Regions from separate parts of the Mus musculus genome. Here region 2 is linked to region 1. The links are chromatin contacts, called in public Hi-C maps. All regions are on one chromosome and are shown on one strand. The core of a region is the stretch at or near the end of the contact, and the rest is flanking DNA. Distances in the headings are between cores, read along the strand shown. Region 1 overlaps Adcy2 (adenylate cyclase 2). Region 2 has its middle 61 kb from the start of Gm35444.

Region 1 (3,601 bases), core at 444-2,943:
AAATCTTGCAGTGTTGCTCTTCTTTCTTAACATGGGAGAATCCTACTGCCAGGTAGGAGAGAGTGCCAGAAGACATGCAAAGTTGATGGAGAAGGGAGGTGGTGAATTAGAAGTACAATCCTGTACCACATGCTCATCAACGTTCGGGGGGATAAGGATGGAGCTGTATAGCTGTCTTGCCTCTCCTGTCCAACCACACGGAAAAGCCAGCAGTGCTCCATCCTCCCCAGTGAGAGGTGCACCATGTTTACTGACCCTCCAGTGTCTCTTTTGTGTGCAGGGTTTCTTGTAGTTATGCCAAAGTGAGATCATAAAGTGGTTTAAAAGCTGACATTATGAACAAAATGGCAGCAGCTTTACCTAGGTAGCTATCTGACTTTCCCAGGAGTTTGTTGTGTTGGCCCCACTTATGATTGCATCTGGATTTACAGAGACAAGCCTGCCATGTGCACTAATCCCTAGACCCAGCCTCCTGGCTCTCCTAAGCAGCTGGTGCCCAGGAACACTGGGCTCCTTAGAACAGAGTGGACAGAATAGACAGGACACCAGAGGGTGTCATAGCTGGGAGATGGGCTCCCTTTTCCTTGCTATCTCTTGGAGAAGATGCTCCCTTCCACTAGAATGTAAGCAAAACCCATTCTCCCTCCACACTGTTACCTGCTCCCCTCATTGTGTCTGTGTCTTCCTATCTGGCCCTCCTTCCACATATCCATCCTGCTTAGCTTCCTACACAACACAGCCTTCTGGGACACTCTTTACAAGCTACTTGATCCCTTCCTTCCCAAGTGAACACAAGAATCATAGGGATTTCACCTGTGGAGCTGACTATGACTTCTTATCAAATGAAATTTTCTGGCAGAAAAATCACTAAAATTTCCCCCAGTGATTTAAGCGAACACATACATACACACATGTACCACCCCTTAATAGACACAAGAGCTACTCTTCTTGTAGATGCCTATGTCTCCTGGGTGTGTAACTAAGAATTTTTTTTCTATTTCCCTTTAAAACTGTTTATTGTCAGAGATGGAGCGATGGTTCATTAACTAAGAGCACTCACTGCTCTTGCAGAAGACCCACTTTTAACTTCTCCAACACACATGGTAACTCGCAATCATCCATAACTCCATTTCCCGAACATCTGACACCCTCTTCTGTCTCCCACATGCACCAGACTCTCACGTGATACATGTACACACACCCAGGTGAACTACTCAACACACATGAAGTTAAATTAAATAAACCTATCTTAAATGCATTTGTCATTGAATAAAATGTTACCTAAAACACTTGATTTAATCACTTTGTCATGTGCAATTCCATGGCATTAATTACACTTGAAAAACAGTGCAGCAGTCGTCTCCACTCTCTGGTCCTCCCTTCCCTTGTGTACATCTGCCTTCCTGTCCCTATGGATTTGCCTGTTGTGAATGCTCCTGAGAGTGAAACCACACACTGATGTTCTTTTGTACCCAGCTTATCTCACAGATCATTCTGTGTTCACAATTCTTGTTTTCTTATTGCTGTCATGGCCCTTCTGGAACAAGTGAGCTTCTGCTTGCTTTGTCTTCCCAGCCAGCAGCAGGCAGCCCCTTTCAGTGGCTTCTCTAGGTTCAACTCCCTACCTAAGGAGTAGGAGTTGTTCTGCTTACCTAAGATGGGACAGATGTATTCAGGACAATCTGAGAGGGCTGGTGGCTGTGGGTAGCCTCCCTGTGCTGATGACTATGGAAATGGGCCACAGTACAGGGAGGCTGTGCGCAGATCTCACTCACTTGTGGGTTTTTTTTTCCAACCCTGCATTTTAACAGTTCTGAGAATGTTCAATGTATATGAAATGACCTCAGAGATTTTACCAGGATGCCCTAAGCATTCCATATTCATCCACATGATACTAAATATTTCAACAATTATCCAAATTCCGTGTTGTTTTTCAAACCTAAGTCTTCAGTATCAAATTACAAATGGCCTTGTTTTGCTTCCCACAAGTGTCCAGCAGGCTGCGTAGATTCATATGTAGAACAGATGGATAATTTATTTTTAAAAAAAAGGCCATGAATTTGAAAGAGAGAAAGGAGAAATATGTAGGCATCCATGGGGAGAAAGAAGGAGGGAGAAAGGTGTGATTACATTATAATCTCAAAAAATGAAAGAGATAAAGAAAGCTGAATAGACTTGCCACTGTTGGTGCCAACACTGGTGATGTCATTACGTGCCAGCCCACGTCATGAAATGAGAAACTGCCAAGAGATCTGTTACGAGTAATTCAAACATAAACTTGTGATTCATGCAGGTAAGAGTTAACTGAACTCAACCAATAAACAACTTGAACTTCTAATTCCTAACAAATGACAAAGAATGACATCACCAAGCACAGATCTCCATGTCAAATCCTGTTGTCACAGTTAACAGTTCTTGGGAAAGATGCTTTTGGTTGAGATTAAATTGCTGGGAAGTGTAAAATTTGAAAGAAAAGCCCCATATTCATGGCATTCTGAGCATCCACTGAGACTATCTTGTTCTAGACAATTTAAAATTTACAGTTATTGCCAAGGCTTTAGCAGTTAGAGTACTCAGTAAGAGTCCCCTAGATAATCATGATGTGGACATTCATTCTATGAAGAGAAGTGAGATGGATTAACATGGAAGAATGGGGAAGAGGAATTTGAGTAACATCTTGCTCTGAGGACACTGTGTTCAGGAAGTATTCTTGCACACAATGATTAGCATCTTCTACTGGTTTTTAAAAAGATTTATTTTATGTGTATGAGTGTCCACATTGCCTATGTATATCACATGCCCACAGAGACCAGAAAAGGATATTAGTACCCCTGGAACTGGAGTTGCACGTCCCCAGACTTGCTGATAACAAAACCTAGGTCTTCTGCAAGAGCAGGAAGTGCTCTTAACTGCTGAGCTAGCTCCAGAGCTCCCATGTTTTCTACTGATTTTCAGATTCATAGCATTGTATTTATGTATAGCTTCCTGGCAAGGACATGGTCTTCCTAGAGGCAGTTGGTACCTACACAGCATGAACACAGCACATCATCTTTCCTATTCTTGGTCTCCCTGATGTGATCAAGATATTTTGTTTATTATTTAAAAATTCCTGAGTTCCTACAACTAGACTGGGTGGTATCTCTCCAAACTAAAAAGGTTCCTTTTTTCCTTTCTATGCCCTTCCATGTTTAAATTAATTGCATTTAGGATTGGTCAAATATAAATCTACAGTGTTTTACAGCATAGTGTATGTTAAGTAATTTTTTCATTCCGTTTTCTTCCTGATATAATTTTTCCAGAAAAGATAACAGAATTATAGGTCAACTAGAGATCATGGATTTTGACACAAGTTATTTAGAAGAAGTTAAAGATATCTATGTTTCATTAACTTTTAAGTATGTTTTATTTATAATAGATAAAAACATTATATCAAGCATCATTGTTGGGGGAAAACGACATGCCACCCAAACTGTCATAAATAAACATTTTTCCTATTTACTTGAGTGAACTAATCTAGATTGCTGACAACTGTACCATCAAAGAATGTAAAGTGGTAAACAGAAGCAACCATGGAAAAATATAGGAAAGGCTTACATTTCAA
Region 2 (3,601 bases), core at 671-3,170, 560 kb before region 1:
GGTTAGGACAGCTAATCACCTGCGTTTGATATGAATGACTATTAACCAAGGCTGTTGCAGCATTAAAGACAATATGAAAATAGACATACACTCTCTAAAGAACTCTGCACCGGTGAGTTGATTAATGTGAGCACAGCTCCCAGAATGCTCTTGGGTACATCTCAGAATGGAGATTTAGGACTCTTTACAGTTTATATAGATTGAGGAGATGCCTTCCCTAAGGGCCTTTTGTGAAGAACAGAGAATGGGCCTACTTCTGTTTCTTAATTTCTGGGTTTCCCAGGGAGCTGGGGATGCCTTGGTTTCGTACTACCATCAACATTCTGTAATTTGCTGTTCTGTCCTTGATACGTGAACTTTGGATATCTTCTTCCCAGGAAGGCGGCCTTGGGAACACTGCACCCTGGTGTTTATGGAAAACCTGAGGCCTGAGATGGACTTAGTGATGACTTAATGATTCCTTAGTGCTAAGGGTTGTGGCAGAGGGGGAAGCATGTGGTATTTAAAGGTAGTCCATTCATGGACTTTCCTTAGAACGGGGCAGCAAAGTCCTGCTTCCGAAGTCTCAGAGGCACCTGCATACCAGGCGTTACGTTAGACACCTTTCCAACCACAGTCTAATTTGCCTCACTAGCCCTAGAGGTTCAGGGGGTTCCAATTTTAGCCTGAGATGTCTGTCTAATGTCCTACTGAGTTATTGTCCAGCTGTTATGATGCTTCACATTCCTTCAGTGTGAAGCCCATGTGCACGATGCTGTACTCTATGACCCTGGATTGATCAAGACTCTTGGATGCTAAGCATTGAGCTCAGTGGTGTGGTACTGAGGAGGCCCTCACCTGTCCCTGTGGAGCTTAAAGGGAGCTTAAAGGACACTACACACACCGTTAACATGTAGCACCATGACTGGGAAGGAATAGGGAAAAATGCCCTGGGATCTGGTAGGAGCAGGTCTTGCTAATCATCACCCTTAAATTCTCAAACAGAAATTCTCTCTTGCACTTCTGATGCACAGATCTGAGCATCTGTCTGTGAGCTTGGGGGAGGCAATGAGCAATGCCATTCAGTTCTTGTGTTAGTTTGTTTTCTCACTGTTGTGACCAAATGCCTGACGAGACACAGTTTAAGAAAGAAAAGGTTTGTTGCGGCTTGCAGTTCCAGGAGAAGATAGTCTGCCATGGTGGGAAAAGCACAGCACAACAGCAGGATGGGGAAAGGGGGTGGGGTGGGGAGTGCCAGCTGGTCACATCACAATCTATATTGGTTATCTGTCTACAGAAAGTGTGATCAGCTTATACAACCACAAGCCTTCCCCATTTTGTGCAGGAAGGCTCTCCCTCCTGAAGGTTTTAAAAACTTTCAGAACAGGGTCCTTGACACAAAAGGGGCTGACGAAGGCTACAAACATTGGGTTTGTGCCTGAGCTTAATTAAATGAACCAAGTAGGCTCCTAAGCTCTTCTGTTAAAGTAAGTTCTTGTACGTGACACACAGGATTCTTGACACAAGTCTGGAACTTTCAATTTCACCCTAAATTATACCCTAACAAGAGGAATTTAGTAACAATACTATTCATTTTTGTGACCCCGGTAATAGGGCATCCAAAATGTGCCTGTTCTTCATGCTCGTGAACTATTTGGATTCTTTCTTGACATGTCATGCCACTATGGGAAAAAAATGTTATTTCCTGAATGTAAGGCTATAGTGTTACTTTGAGTGGGAACTTGTAATTACTCTCAAAATCAGATGATTGGCGGTCATCCCTCTCCTCCCCAATGCTGTGTCCTTACCATAACTGCTCATGCTTGTTCCACTACTCATCAGTGCCCACACACTGTCTTCAGCGGAAGCTGAAGACAATCTACCCTCAATTGAGGCTCAATTAGCACCGCCTAGAGTCCCAAAGCACCCTCTCGCCAGCACGAGTGCTGGCTGCAGCTGGCCATTACTTCCACGAAGATGCCCCAATGGAAATTAGGAATGAGCCATACAGCCAAGAGTTTCAAATTCCACCATCCCTAAAATGTGATATCATCTCCTCGTGGGAGCTGTGACTTCAGAGTCCCTACAAGCGTTCTCACGTCCTCCCCGGATCATGCCCAGCACTCCAGCTTGTTGCAGCTGCCTTTCCTTTTACACCCCTATTTACTCCCAGCCATGTTGTGTCTCTTGCTCACATTTTCCAAACTCTGAGCTCTCTTTCCCACCATTGCTGATGTGCTCTGGGACATTGCTGGTCATAGACTCTTCCTTTGACCTCTCTAATCAGTGGTCTTTGATGGGTTTTGATGACTGTTGTAATTGGCGTTGTTTATTTTTCCTACTGGTTTACACAGATTGTCTTGTGGCTTCTGTTGCCTTTTACAACCTTTATCCACTTTTATGTCTGTTTCAAAGCCGCATGGACAGGACCTGTCTCCGGGCAGAGCAAACAAGCAGGTTGCAATGAGATAATGGTGAATGAAACCACATGGGATGTGACAACTGTCTTGCAGGCAAATTCCCTGCACCAAAGAGTTAAGGCAAGGAGAAACATCTCAAAATCAGCATGGATCCTTTCTAAATCGCAGGCCCTTTAAATAGACACGATCCAAATAGTTTTTGGGTTCAGATGGATTATTGGGGTCAGCCTTTGTTCTGTTTTGTGTCATTTTCTTGGGGAATTTTTTGTTGTAAAGGATGTTAGAGCATTGTTCTCTCAAATGGATGCAAATCATCTGTTTATTCATTCATTCCCTTCATTCATTCATAGCATGTGCACCGTGCACCTGCTCTGTCCCAGGCATTGGTCCAGCTTCTAGGGATATGGCAGCAAATGAAGCACCCACAGCCTCCACACCCTCACCACGGGGAGGATAAAAATCTAGAAAACAAATAAATGTAAAACCCAGAGGGCAAAATGGAAACTGGGTGGTAGTGCAGGGTGGCTGGGAGCTGCCTATGGTGGCCGGAATGCAGGAGTTCTCTCTGAGGGCCATCTATGGAGGCTGAAGACAGAACAAAGGAGAGGCACTGATGCAAGCCCAGAGTTAGAACAAAGTCTGTGCAGAAGACTGGCCCGAAGTACTTAGTCACTCAGATACTCTATAATTTTGAAATTTATCTAGAGAAACAAAGGAAAAGTTGCATGGTTGGCAGGCAAAAATATAAAGGGCTCAAAATCCTCTCTATATATTTCAAGGCAAAGACCACAGGATGTAGACGTAGAGTCAGAATGAGCACTATAATTCTTCACTTCTCTGTGTTCGAAATATTCTTTGAATTGCTGTATGAAAAATTACCTACATAGACCAGGATCTTACACTTGTCAAGTTGAATGTTGTTAAGATAGTTTTGGAGTAAGAGAAACAGGCCCCAACTTGGGCAGATGTCTACTGCTCAGGTACAGGCCACACCAGTCAGAAGAATAGGTGAGTGGTCCTCCTGCCCATGGAACTGCCCCACTCCCTAGATTTAGTCCCCCCAAAACTCAGTCACTGCCACCTCCACCTTTCTTCCCTGCAGTCCTCTGTGCTGCTCTGTGCCCACTCCCAACTAGGACAGACTTCCCTGCTCAGGTGCCCGTTACACCAGTCAGAGCAACAGGTAAGTCAAGGATAACAGT

The links. Hi-C and Micro-C count contacts between places; a contact is called where the count stands out from the background.
Region 2: a Hi-C map of muscle stem cells shows a contact between it and region 1, with 4 times the contacts expected there. The contact joins two enhancer-like sites. A contact is called at or near these places in 2 of 484 Hi-C or Micro-C datasets (cumulus cells and muscle stem cells).

Annotation. Positions count from the first base shown.
Region 1 is chr13:68,672,928-68,676,528 of GRCm38.p6, reverse strand. The region is part of intron 16 of Adcy2 (adenylate cyclase 2); the gene reads left to right. Among named protein-coding and RNA genes, the nearest start is that of Gm34903, 71 kb to the right of the region's middle. Within about 2 kb of position 1,693, at least 2 of the 459 cell types and tissues checked have an H3K27ac peak or open chromatin away from gene starts, as enhancers often do. A contact at or near this core is called in muscle stem cells, where this site is marked.
Region 2 is chr13:69,229,025-69,232,625 of GRCm38.p6, reverse strand. No RefSeq gene overlaps it. Among named protein-coding and RNA genes, the nearest start is that of Gm35444, 61 kb to the left of the region's middle. Within about 2 kb of position 1,920, at least 2 of the 459 cell types and tissues checked have an H3K27ac peak or open chromatin away from gene starts, as enhancers often do. A contact at or near this core is called in muscle stem cells, where this site is marked.